2 separate regions of the Salmo salar genome follow, and region 2 is linked to region 1. A link is a contact called in public Hi-C data. All regions are on one chromosome and are shown on one strand. Each heading gives the region's core, a stretch centred on a gene start, on an enhancer-like site or on the middle of the called end of the contact. The rest is flanking DNA. Distances are from core to core; before and after follow the strand shown.

Evidence for each region. Hi-C and Micro-C count contacts between places; a contact is called where the count stands out from the background.
Region 2: a contact with region 1 is called in a Hi-C map of gill, with 2.0 times the contacts expected there. The contact joins the promoter of LOC106604937 here to the enhancer-like site in region 1. A contact is called at or near these places in 2 of 3 Hi-C or Micro-C datasets (blood and gill).

What each region holds. Positions count from the first base shown.
Region 1 is chrssa05:42,563,990-42,570,958 of Ssal_v3.1, reverse strand. LOC106604936 (protein FAM13B) reads right to left here. Exons shown (of 20, transcript XM_014200085.2): 15 at 6,631-6,772; 16 at 6,422-6,503; 17 at 4,974-5,179; 18 at 4,343-4,818; 19 at 3,693-3,794; 20 at 1-3,438. The coding sequence ends at 3,315. Among protein-coding and RNA genes, the nearest start is that of LOC106604937, 42 kb to the left of the region's middle. Within about 2 kb of position 1,673, at least 2 of the 13 cell types and tissues checked have an H3K27ac peak or open chromatin away from gene starts, as enhancers often do. A contact at or near this core is called in gill, where this site is marked.
Region 2 is chrssa05:42,604,610-42,611,527 of Ssal_v3.1, reverse strand. LOC106604937 (kelch-like protein 3) reads left to right here and starts at 2,007. Exons shown (of 17, transcript XM_014200086.2): 1 at 2,007-2,784. LOC106604938 (heterogeneous nuclear ribonucleoprotein A0) reads left to right here. Exons shown (of 1, transcript XM_014200087.2): 1 at 1-1,559. The coding sequence starts at 28. The coding sequence ends at 927.

The DNA of each region.
Region 1 (6,969 bases), core at 424-2,923:
AAAACATAATGCTGACAACAAGTGGTAAAAATGCAGGTTTAGCAGACAGAAAACTGAGTCGCGTTGGAACTCTCACAGCAGTTAGTCAAGTGACAGTTTCATGGGTTGGCCTGCGAGGTAAAAAACAGCAAACCAAGTTAGTCCCATTAATAGATTAAACATTAATCAGCCGTATACTCAGAAAATGCACATAAAGGGTTAACAAGGCCCCACATTCCATTGATGCTAATTTATTGCTTCATTTTCATGGCACAAAAATAGAAACAATACAAGTCTTTGCCATGCAAGCCAACTACTGAGACTAGCTTATACAAAACAAAAACATAGCAGATTATTAGCCAATACAGAGGTACTACACTGTATAGATGTATTAGTGAGGGGTACATTTTTTTAAATACAAAATAATGTAATAAAAAAACAAAACACATTCTCAAGTTTGAACATCACAGAAATTGAAACAAGGGGCCAAATGTGTTAGAAATAATTTAAATTCTGACATTCATCCTTCAGATATAAGTAGTGCTTCTAAAACAAGGAACAAATTGACAAACAAAACAAGGGCTGCATTCTCAGAATGCTGTGCAAATAACTTCTAGAAACCTCCCCACACTGTCCACTCATGCATACACCACACCCTGCCAACTCAAACAAAGGTTACATGACTTGGTTTTGACCCAGTGAGGGACCAAGGCAAAACTCTTGGTTCAGCGCAAACATCCTTCAGGAAAAATTAGATTCCCTATATTCTGGGTGTGTTGGTCTGACTGACAATGTACTCCATTATTCCACCTCCTGAAGCAGATGCAGATCCTTACAGTTGGTGCCACTGATGGCGCCTTCCCATTCCCAACAAGGAAACAGCACTAATTCCCCTCCCCACCCTAATGTGCAGAGACATTTAGTCTACAACATCTCAAATGTTTTTTGTATTTTATTGCCAGGACTAGAACTAGTCAACTGGACAGACGAAGGGTCGTTTCTCCACTCTAAAGCTCCTGCTTGGTTTTGTCAAGTCCAGAGAGCTTCTGAAGGATAGTGATGTGATTCTGCCTCTGGGCTGACTGCTAGTTTAGCTAGGGGTCAAAGGCTAGGATCAATGACCTTTAAGGAGTGGCAGACAGCACTCCCGAGGCGGCATTACGCCGACAGACCAGACACACCTCATTCCAAATATGCATAACTTGGACTCTGTTTTTGTTGTATGTGACCTTTGTATTGAAGCCCAGAAGAGCTTTCGGGCTCTAGAGACATCAATAAGTTGACCCTTGACGTAAATTGTCTGTCAGGAGTCAAGGTGCTGTTGGTTCTGCTTGGCCGTGGTAAAGCCTTCTCAGAGCCCTGTGGTCAGACAACTCCCCAGGACCTGACAATGACCTGGCTCTACATTGCCTGGCCAAACACTCTGGCTCACTATGGGACATATCCCATAATGAATAATAGACTTAACCAACCAACCAACACCCAGCGACCTTAGCACCAGAGAAAACATGTATAGCAATAGCCTGACATTGTGTGACTCTAGATTGAAGGAATGTTGCTGTTTTGCAGTGGGTCAGTGATCGCTAACCAAGGACACGTTGAACTTTTGGTGCAACAACATACAGTAGCTAGATGTTGTGACAAGTGGTTACAAGCCAGGAAGTCAGCTGATCCTGTTCTCGGCTAGATTTGGGAACTTCCCTTTGAGACACCGTCCTGCGTACTAAGTGAAACCTTAGACGGAGACGCCTAGTTTACCTCACACTGGATATGGGATGCATGAGAACTCTTTTAGCTGGTGTTCACATTCCCCAGTGACTAAAAGGAGATTATGCCACGAGGACTGTTTTTCATCTTAACCTGGGCACAGGGCTGACCGGACCTCCAGACTGACTGGCAGCCAAATTGTGATAACTTATCTATGGCTGTCCTCAAGAAGCCGGATGGTCCGCCTGACCACTGTCCATCAGCACACACACCACTGGGGGTTAAATACTGGCTGTGTGGCCGTAGGGTGTTGGTCAACACACCTGGTTGTATAACTAGGCACCTGGGAGTGATAGGGAGTGTCTGTCTGCCATACTAAAAGGTGGTCACGGACTGTAGGACGGAACGCTAGGTTAAAGTCCATCGAACAGGGCTAGCATTGCCATATCACGCCCTAACATTGCCATATGCTGTATTTAGCATAATACTGATGAGGTCGAAACTACATTAGCTTTAATCTAACAACCCATCCACCCCCCCCCATTCTGGACACCTCGCACAAAGATCCACTCCGCAACTGAACTTTAACGCGTATAAAACAAAAATATATATATAGAAAATAAGTCAAGCTGTCTAGCTTTATTGCCAGAAAATGGAGACGGATAAGGTACAGGAACACTAAGTGATACACCTAACTGGCTGTCCTGCCCACCTGGTGTGTGCCAAAACTCCTTTCAGTGACGACTGAAGATCCAAATATTTTTTTAAAACCTAAGAGAAAGGAACAGCACAACCAGTCCCAACTGATAAAACTCACTCAGTTTCCATAGTGGCAAAGGAAATAGAATAACACACAAACACAGTAAGTTTCTTTTCAAACCCAAGAAGGAATTACTCTTCATTCAAGAAAAATAACATACTGTAACATAGAAACATTTATGTGTACATATTGATTTACAAGAATACATACACAGTAATTACTTTTTCCCTCTCTCCCAAAAACTCACTCAGACGACACAAAAGCGTCCCAGTGTTGAAGGATGAAGATCGAGTTCGGCAACTGAATCCATGCGAGTCTGAATGTCTGAAACAGGATGGCCAGTCTCCTCGTTCCAAGGGAGGGAGAGTTCAGTTTGTTACGTCTAAACAGGTGGTCAGGTGACTAAAATGCGCTACAAAACAGAGCTCATGTCCTCTCCAATATGATTTCTCAGTATGAGAAACTACCGTACGTGAAAAGTTCGGGGGGGAAGCTACAACAAAAACAAAACTAATGAGGAAAGGGGGAACTCCTCCGAATGAAACTGACAGAAATAAGTAAAAAGGGGTGTGTTGAGTCTTGACTGGTGGAATGAAGATGTGACTCTTCTCCCTCAGAGTCCCCAGTGAGGACCCCTTGACTGTACATGAGCTGGCGGTGGTAGAAACAGATGAGTTGTGGTGGTGAGACAGCGGCGGGATATGGTGGCTGCCATGCCTTCCCTCAGGGGTGCAGGTAGTGGGATGGTTGATAAGGGATGGGGAGGAGTATGGGCCATGTAGGGGTGACATGTAAGGCCTGGGGTGAGGCGGTTGACCCTCATCTAGGTGGGATGAAGGGAGGGAAGCAGGGTGGCCGATCTCCCTCTCTAGATGGACTTGGAGGAGTCCTGCTTGCTGATGAGCACCTCCAGCAGACGCAGTTTGGCCTTGATCCGTTTATACTCTTTGTATTCATCCATCATGGGGAGCCTGTCCTCCTTCTGGACATTCCTGTAGAGGGAGAGCGAGAAGGTCTGAGACACCAGTTGGATATGGGCCCGTTTACTGCATCCCAAGGGGTTGCACAATCATCAACAAACAAGCAGTTGTTGTAAATAAGTTAGGCTCAAACAGGGCTCCTGTCTGAGACTACTCAACCAATCATCTCAAGCTCTTCCTCAGTCACCAAGACTGTTGTTGAGGCAGGTGCTGAAGCTTCAGCACCACTGTTTTGTAGGACTGTGTTTGTGTGCGTGTGTACCGACCTGCCGTTCTGCTGGTAGAACTCGTCTTCAAACTCGCGGATCGTCTTCCTCAGCTTCTTCTTCTCTGCCCGGGTCTTCCACAGCTGCTCCAGGAGTTCGGGCCTATGGGATACAGAAGGTCTACATTAGCGCACTAAGTGAGGGGCCTCATATCAAAATAGGAAGTCAGTGTGAGTTCAGGGACAGGAAATGACCTGGCAGTGGCCCTGCGTGGGCATGGAAGCAGGTCAAGCTGTGGACAGGGCATACCGAGACCAGATTACAGAGGTCAGGTTAGGTTAGGACCTTGGGTCATGGCACCTGAACCAGCCCTGCTGCCTGGGCTTAGAGCTGGCCTGGCAGCTCTCTCTGCTGCTTGCCCGGGGCTATGAGCTAGCTTACGCCCCTAACCAGATTACTGCTTTATCCTGCTTGAGCTCCTAAGACCAGCGACTGTAGTAGATATGAACCCCGTTCCAGGTGCTTTAAATAGACGTCAAATGACGGCCAGAGCCCATTTAACCTCAACGGCCGAACGCGTTTGTGTGGATGTTCAGTTGTGTTAATGTGTAGCAAACATGGCAGAGTTACACTGGTTACTGTATTAAGATTATTGATGAGGCTGTTGTGAATTGAGTGTAGTGGATGTTTGCGAGTGTGTCTGTGCTCACATGGACGAGGCATTGGAGCTGGACAGGCGCAGGTCCAGGGCCAGTTTCCCGGAGGTCTCCTCCATCTTGGGCCTGAGCAGGCTGTCTCTGTCTCTCTGGGAGCTGGTCTGGGGCTGGCACACTGGGTCTAGAGCCATGATCACCTCCGACCCTGAGCTCTGGACCTCCTCGGCTATAGCCTCTTCCTCGCCCTCCTCCTCCTCCTCCTCCTCCTCGATCTCGTCGCAGAAGTGGGCCGTCTCGCCCTCGATGATGGGCTGCAGGGTCTGGTTGCGTCTTTTGCTAGAGGGGGAAGCGATGATGGGGGTGATGCTGACGCGGGTGAGCATCTGCTTGACCAGACGGTAGCGGTCATACAGCGGTTTGACCACCAGCCTCTCCTCTCTGGTCACAGGTCGGCCGTGCAGTCCCTCGTAGTGCAGGAGGTTCTTCTGTAGGACCGTCTTCTCACACGACAGCTCCTCCTTGGTCATTTTCTACATGGAGAGAAAGGAAACATGCAATTGACACAATATCGATTGACGCTTGTAAATGTATGTCTGAGGACAGGACTCATTGGACTGTGTAGCTGTAGGGTTCTATTCCAAGTGTCTCTACAGCCTCTCTAAGACTGTATTTTCACCGGTCTCACCTTGATGTCCTCTGGCCAGCCGTCCTCCTCTCTCTTGCCCTTGACGCGGCGCTGGATGAGGTCCAGGGTCTCCTCTTTGGTGGGCCGGTGGCCCTTGGCTTCTTCAACAACCTCGTGGACTGCCAGGGTGGAACCAAAGCTCTTGGGCAAGGTGTTGCTTCGTGGCCGAGTCTGAGGAGTCAGCTCAGCCTCTTTGTGTTTGGCATCTGGGGGGGAGAGGAGAGACATGAGGGTGACTGAGGAACAGAGCGGTTAGTTTACACAGTTGAAAGTGGGCATGCAGGTGCTTGATGGGATGTTATTGCAGCTGCCACGAGTCCTCATGTCTGTCTGTCTGTCTGTCTGTCTGTCTGCCAGAGACCGAAAAAGGGGATAGCCCTGACGACCAACCACACACCCACACAAACATGCCAAACTACCCACTACTACAGGTCTGTCTGAAACCACAGGAGAGGATGGATGAGCAGCAAATGAAACAAACCAGTCTGTCTGCACGGAGGTATTTTTGCAATGTCATAAAAAGGCATGTTCTCAAGGACCATGTCCATTCAAGGAATCCAGCTTCCACACATTGGCTAGACTCCCACCCACAAAGATGCTCACCGCAGAATTCACACCCAAATGACAACACTACAGAGTACATGACATACTGCCAAACCCCTGAGACTGTGGGATATGCTTCTGTATGACCAGTGGAGCGCATCAAACAGATAGCGAGAGAACGCACAAGAGTAATAGAGGTAGAGAAAAAGAGAAAGTGAGAGGAAAAGAGCTATAAGAAGAGAGAAAGAAGAGGCAAAGAGAGTCTACCTGCAGTTCAAACTTAACAAGTTGGAAGTGTTTTTGGTTTCTACTTACTGCTGTTAGAGTGTACTTACATAGGTAGGGTGCCTGTCTACAGGCAGTGAGGGGGCGTGCAAGTGTAAAATGGGATGTGTTCGGGGCGGAGGAGGAGGGGTGGTGACGTCTGTATGACTGAAGCACCGCCTGGTGCCTCAGGGACCCTTTGGGAAAGAGATGCGGTCTTCCTGCCGATGAGGGACGTCCGTTTTTTTTTTTTATTTTAAAGAAGAGAGAGAAACTTATTCGGCTTTGCATCTCCTGATTGGGGGGGCGTTCATATGGAATGGATATAGATGGGTGGAGGGGGGTGGGGGAGGACTTTCACAAATGGACCAACACAGTGAAGGAAGGCCACATGTGAGAGCCACAGTTGGTGTGTACTCTAACACGCATACATGCAGTGATGTGAGACTGACCCAGCTCTGCCACAACTGGGCAGTCAGGCGGGCAGGTGGGTCAGGGCAGGACCAGGCTGCCCAGGGGAGGAACAGGATGGCACACAGAAGTTCACCCGCCCCGCCGAGCCCCCCCCCATCCCTGTCATGGAACCAAGCACCCTCCCACTCCCCCTAACGTGACCATACAGACACAGAGACTGCTCTTACCTTTCAACTGTTTGCGGATTTTGGTGAGGTCTGTCATCCACTTGAGGACTTTTGGGTTAGCTGCTCTATCTCCATGAGACGGCTTGGGGAAGTGGAGGACAGTGAATAGAAGTATCCGAGTCTAATGGTGAAGTATGAAACTAGCAACACTAAACTACTCAATATTTCTCAACACTAACTTGCTCCTCATATTGAAGTATCCTTCTTACCTTGTAGTTCCTCTCGTTCTCAAATTGTTCCTCAAATTGTTTGATCTTCTTCTTGAGGCTCTGTAGTTTTTTGGTGAGCTGGTGGGAGACCGAGTCATTCCTCAAACCGCTCTCTTTGGAACTGAAGGAGGCACGGCGAGGCCTAGATGAGGGGGACACAACGACGGAGGCAAGTGAGAGAGGAGGTGGTTGACCTGCACCTGCAGTCTCAATGCAAAAGCCCATCTATGCTCTACATACAGTGTGTAAAGCACATATCCTCTTTGAAACACTGCTTATACAGGAATCATAACGAAGAATCATAATGAGCCATAGGCAATCTGTTCATCAGCTAGAATA
Region 2 (6,918 bases), core at 758-3,257, 40 kb before region 1:
TGCGCCATAACAACTCGGCTAGTAATAATGACGAACCAACTTTGTAAGCTGTTTGTCGGTGGATTGAACGTCGAGACTACAGACGATGGACTTCGGCAACATTTCGAGCAGTACGGCCAGTTAACCGACTGCGTAGTGGTCCAGAACCAGCAGCTACAAAGGTCCCGGTGTTTCGGCTTTGTAACCTACTCAAACGCGGAGGAGGCCGACGCAGCCATGGCCGCTAGGCCACATGTCGTCGATGGTACCAACGTGGAGTTAAAAAGGGCCGTTGCACGGGAAGATGCCGGTAGGCCAGAGGCACTCGCCAAAGTTAAAAAAATATTTATCGGTGGGTTGAAAGACGACATAGAAGACGACCATTTGAATGATTATTTCTCTCAATTCGGGGCAATTGAGAAGGCCGAAGTAATCAGTGACAAACAGACTCTCAAAAAAAGAGGATTCGGCTTCGTCTATTTTGAAGATAATGACTCTGCCGACAAAGCAGTGGTGCTGAAGTTCCACACAATCAATGGGCACAAAGTGGAGGTGAAGAAGGCCCTCACCAAGCAAGAGATGCAGTCAGCCGGTGGTCGGGGAAGAGGCGGGCGAGGAATGAGGGGGTCTCAAAATGGCTACGACGGCGGAAGAGGTGGCGGCTACGGCAACTATGGCGGTAATTATGGAGGAAACGATGGTGGCTACGGTGGCGGATACGGCAATGGAGGTGGTTACGGTAACCAAGGGGGATACGGAGGAGGTTATGGAGATCAAATGGGGAGCAGTTATGGTGGGAACGGTTATAATGACTTTGGCGAAGATTACGGACAGCAGTCCTCCGGCTATGGTGCAATGAAAGGGGGTAATTATTCAGGCAGGAGCGCAGCACCGTACTCCCGTGGAGGCGGCAGTGGTTATAGCAGGGGTGGATATGGTGGTTATTAGACACCGTTGACCACATTTGACCCAATAATTTGAAATGTTCTGAATTTCTGATTCAATGACCTGCATTTACACACACGGGTCGGAGTTGCCCATTTCTTTGTTGCTACTATTTTAAAGTACTCGTGCCCCTCGCCCACCCTGATGTGCCCTCCATCCGGACTACACCGTTGTCCCTAGGCGACGCTACTAAAGACATGGACACTTTATTACCAATTCAACTTTCTGACTTGTCAATGTAGTGATTCCTTTAAATATTTTTTATTTAATTGTAGTTAACGTCGCTGCTTCCAAGACTTTGGTATGATACTGTATGTCATTAGTACCAGCCAGGTTAATAACAAGACATATTGCTTTAGCAACATGAAACTCAGGGGTATTAATGGAGTTGAAAGCAGTCTTAGTGTATGCTTGAGTGTTTTTAAGATCATAATATTTCGTGTCAAAGTATTAAGTACTTATGGTTATTGTATTATTATACTTTTTTATGGTTACCTCAATGCTTTTCTCCGTCCAAGATGTGCTATTCAATACCTTGCAAAGCAATGCAGTTTTGTGGAATGTTACTTAAATATTAGTTAGCTATTGAGCCTAACTCTTTTGGCTGTATTAAAGTTTTTAATGTTTGAAAGCAATCGGTGCTCATTGTCAATGTAACCATTCTGACCTCTTGTTTCAAAAGAGAATCAAGTTAAGCCTTCAGATCATTCAGGATCACAGTCCTATCATGAGGTAGTTGCACACCCTACTGACATACTATCACTGGTAACTTTCTTGTTCAGGAATGGACTAATCTGGGACTGCTAACTGGCCAACAGTCATGCATTTTTTTTAGGCCCTCTGCCATTTCCTGTGTTATGCTAATACCAAAAAGCATTCTTGCTAATACTGTAAAGGCTTTTTTGAATCACATTTTCAATGAAAGGGATTCTTGGTTTATAATCAGATTTTATTTTTTAATGGGACAAGAATTTTGCAGGTAACATCCCATGTCAATAGACACATTTGTCTGACACTAGTTTGTTTTGATAATGGCCGTGAGTATTGTGATTTTTCTCCAGTACATCTGCTTTACAGCCTCTCAACACTCCCATTTTTTTTGCTGCACAGGCAGCCAAAAATAAACTACTCCATACCATTACATATAATTCTAGGTTGTCCTATTCAAATTACATGACAGGGCTGATTTTTAATTTAGATTATTATTCCAAGTTACCAATGTGCACAAATATTAGGTCTGTGGTTATGGAAATATACAAAATGTCAGCATTTACCCTTTTTGCTGTCAAAATGATAATTTTGTACTATAATAGGCCAAATATGCCAACAATTTACAATAGCTTGCCACTAGGGGACTTGTACTCATTACGTCAACCCCACCATCTGTCTCCCTCGGTGATCTCTACATCTGCCATTTTAGACACCGGGAGAAGCACGGTCAAGTCAGTGTTGACATAGCATAATCAAAGCAAGATACTAGAGATGTAAAATCAACTCTGCAAGCTCTTTGTTGGTGGACTAAATGTTTACACCACTGACGATCGCCTTCGTAAACCATTTGAACAGTATGGCGAGCTAACCGATTGCGTAGTTATTCAGAACCTGCAACTACTGCGGTCTGGTTTTGTAACTGCTAGTGCTATGGAGGCAGACGCTGCAATGTCCGCGCGGGCTCATGCCCTGGGTGGCAACAATGTTGAACAGAAAAGTACAGTGGCACACGAAGATGCGGGAGGACCTGGCAAAGATTAAGAAAACATTTATCGGTGGTTAAAGAAGCTACAGAGGATGAACTTCTGAACGAGTAATTTCAGTTCGGTACTATCGAGATGGCCGAGGATATTAGCAATAATCAAACTGGTAAGAAGAGGGTTTTGTTTTTCGAAGATAATGATTATGCCGACTAAGCAGTTGTTCTTTAGTTCCACACCATTAATGGCCATAAAGTTGAGACGAAAAAGCCCTCACCAAGCAAGAAATGCAGGCTGCTGGAACCCCGTGGCGGGAGGGAAGCAAGGTCTTAAAATGGATATCTTGGTGGCTATGGCAACTATAGTGGGGGGAGCCCCATCAAATCTCACTCAAAGCAGTCCCATCCCCCAAATAAATTGTGGGAAAAGTACCCAATTGTCATACTTGAGTAAAAGTGAAGATACCTTAAAAGAAAATGACTCAAGTGAAAGTCACCGAGTAAAATACTTCAGTAAAAATCTACTTGAGTAAAAGTCAAAGTATTTGGTTTTAAATGTACTTAAGTATCAAAAGTAAAAGTAATTGCTAAAATATACTTAAGTATAAATCATTTCAAATTCCTTATACTAAGCAAACCTGACGGCGTTGTTTTCTTAATTTACTTAAATAAAATAATTATGGATGGCCAAGGGCCCACTTCAACACTCAAGACAATTTACAAACAAAGCGTTTGTGTTTAGTGAGTCTGTCAGATGAGGCAGTAAGGATGACCTTGGATTTTCTCTTGATAAGTGTGTGAATTAGACAATTTTCCTGTCCTGCTAAGCATTCAAAATGTAACGAGTACTTTTGGGTGTCAGGGAAAATGTAAGGAGTAAAAAGTACATAGTTTTCTTTAGGAATGTAGTGGAGTAAAAGTTGTCAAATAAATAGTAAAGTACAGATACCCCCCCAAAACTACTTTTGTAGTGCTTTAAAGTATGTTTTACTTAAGTACTTTACACCACTGCCTAGTAAAAATGATGAACTCTTAATAACATTGTTCCGACCAAACATTCTATAATGGCACAAGAGTGACGGAATTCTGAGCCCAAGTGTTTCAGACAGGGAAGTTACTACAGTATTCACTATTTAAAGCTGGCCTAAATAGGTAGCTAGAGTTCCTTGCCATCTAGCCAGAGTAACTTTGGCCATCTAGCAACTAACTTCAGATACTCTTGGAGGCAGATGTCTCTACCTTCATAACTACAGTACATTCTGAAAGTATTCTAACCCCTTGACTTTTTCCACATTGTTACGTTAGTCCTATCCTAAAATGGATAAAATATATTTTTGTCATCAATCTACCTACAATACCCCATAATGACAAAGCGAAAACAGGTTTTTAGAAATGTTTTATATATAATTTATTTACATAAGTATTCAGACCCTTTGCTATGAGACCCTTTGCTATTGATCTCAGGCGCATCCTGTTATCATTGATAATCCTTGATGTTTCTACAACTTGATTGGAGTCCACCTGTGGTAAATTCAATTGATTGGACATGATTTGGAAAGGCACATACCTGTCTATAAGAGGTCCCACAGTTGACAGTGCATGTCAGAGCAAAAACAAAGACACAAGGTTGAAGGAATTGTCCGTAGAGCTCCGAGACAGGATTGTGTTGAGGCACAGATCTGGGGAAGGGTATCAACAAATTTCAGCAGTATTGAAGGTCCCCAAAAACACAGGCCTCCATCATTCTTAAATGGAAGAGGTTTGGAACCACCAAGAATCTTCCTAGAGCTGTCCGCCTGGCCAAACTGAGCAATCAGGGGAGAAGAGCCTTGGTTAGGGAGATGACTAAGAACCCAATGATCACTCTGACAGAGCTCCAGAGTTCCTCTGTGGAGATGGGAGAACCTTCCAGAAGGACAACCTGTGCAGTACTCCACCAATCAGGCTTTTATGGTAGATTGGCCAGATGGAAGCCACTCCTCAGTAAAAGGCACATGACCATCCGCTTAGAGTTTGCCAAAAGGCACCTAAAGGACTCAGACCATGAGAAACAAGATTCTCTGGTCTGATGAAACCAATATTGAACTCTTTGACCTCAATGCCAAGCGTCACGTTTGGAGGAAACTTGGCACAGTCCTTACTATTCAGGATCAAGGGAAAGATGAACAGAGTAAAGTACAGAGCGATCCTTCATGAAAACCTACTCCAGAGAGCTCAGGACCTCAGACTGGGGCGAAGGTTCACCTTCAGACAGGTCAACGACCCTAAGCACACAGCCAAGACAACGCAAGAGTGGCTTCGAGACAAGTCTCTGAATATCCTTGAGTTGATCGAACATCTCTGGAGGGACCTGAAAATAGCTGTGCAGCAACGCTCCCCATCCAACCTGCCCGAGCTTGAGAGGATCTGCAGAGAAGAATGGGAGAAACTCCCCAAATACAGGTGTGCCAAGCTTGAAACATCATACCCCAAAAGACTTGAGGCTGTAATCGCTGCCAAAGGTGCTTCAACAAAGTACTGAGTAAAGGGTCTGAATACTTAGGTAAATGTGATCTTTCAGTATATATTTTTTTTATACAGTTGCAAAAATGTCAAACTGGGTTTGCTTCATCAATATGGGGTAGTGTGTGTAGACTGAGGGGGGGACAAAACAATTTAATCCATTTTATAATACGGCTGTAACAAAACAAAATGGAAAAAGTCACGGGGTTTGAATACCTTCCGAATGCCCTGTAAATTTCTAGACAACGGTCTTCATGCCCATAGCAACTGCAGAGCACGAGAAGGCAGATGTCTTCACTCCGAAAGGTCTCAAATAACTTAGGTCTAAATGTCCATTGTCCACAAGTAATAGGACTACTCCTTTGGATTATTTTGTTTTGAGCAGTGGAGGACTGTGGTTTTGTATTTTGGCCAGATATTATTGAAATTAAGTTAATAGCTAAGTCTCTTTGCTTGTTAGTGCATTTTCTTTAGGTAATGTGTTGTAAGTAAATTGCATTTTGTTTTAAATATTTGGATTTAAGTTGGAGTGTTATTAATATGGGACCCCATGTTTGACTTAATAGAGCCATGTAGTCAATTGCAGTGAACTTGATTTGAGTAATTTTCTGCATCTTATTAGTTAAAAGGCAACTGAAGTTATATTGGCCATAAAATATATTATTACTTGCCCCGGCACTATACCAAAGTATATGATAAAATGTGCCCAATAGCGTTTGGTCAAAGGAAAATCTCCATGCAGTATTTAGGCTGTAAGGACTAGGTCACACTTTTTAAGTATTCTAGGTTCACTGCTGCTGTTCCTGAAATGTAGGCTATTTTGTTTTAGTTTGATTTGTGATTCCCATTTAGTTTGAATGTTAATAAATAATTGTATCATTACTATGGTCATTATGCCATAGTTGTTACCATGAACATTGTCTCACTTCTCAACTACTTCAAATTCTGAAAACAGGTTTTATCTAAGCATTCCAGTTTTTTTATTTGACAGTAGAACCACAAAGGAATTAAGTAACAAGGCAAGAAAAAGTATGTGAACCCTTTGGAATTACCTGGATTTCTGCATAAATTGATCATCATCAAGTTTGATCTGATCTTCATTTAAGTCACAACAATAAACACACATAGTGTCTCCAAAAGCTAATTGGAGTCAGCTAACCTGGAGTCCAAACAATGAGATGAGATTGGAGATGTTGGTTAGAACTGCATTTACCTATAAAAAACACTCACAAAATTTGAGTTTGCTATTCACAAGAAGCATTGCCTGATGTGAACCATGTCTCGAACAAAAGAGATCTCAGAAGACCTAAGATTAAGAATTGTTGACTTTCATAAAGCTGGAAAGGGTTACAAAAGTATCTCTAAAAGCCTTGGCTGTTCATCAGTCCACGGTAAGACAAATTGTCTATAAATGGAGAAAGTTCAGCACTGTTGCTACTCTCTAGGAGTGGCCATCCTGCAAAGATGACTGCAAGAGCACAGCGCAGAATGCTCAAGGAGGTTAAGAAGAATCATATAGTGTCTGCTAAAGACTTACAGAAATCTCTGGAACATGCTAACATCTGTTGACGAGTCTACGATACGTAAAACACTAAACAAGAATGGTGTTCATGGGAGGACACCACGGAAGAAGCCATTGCTGTCCAAAAAAAACATTGCTGCATGTCAGAAGTTTGCAAAAGTGCACCTGGATGTTCCACAGCGCTACTGGCAAAATATTCTGTGGACAGATGTAACTACAGTTGAGTTGTTTGGAAGGAACACAACACTATGTGTGGAGAAAAAAAGGCACAGCACACCAA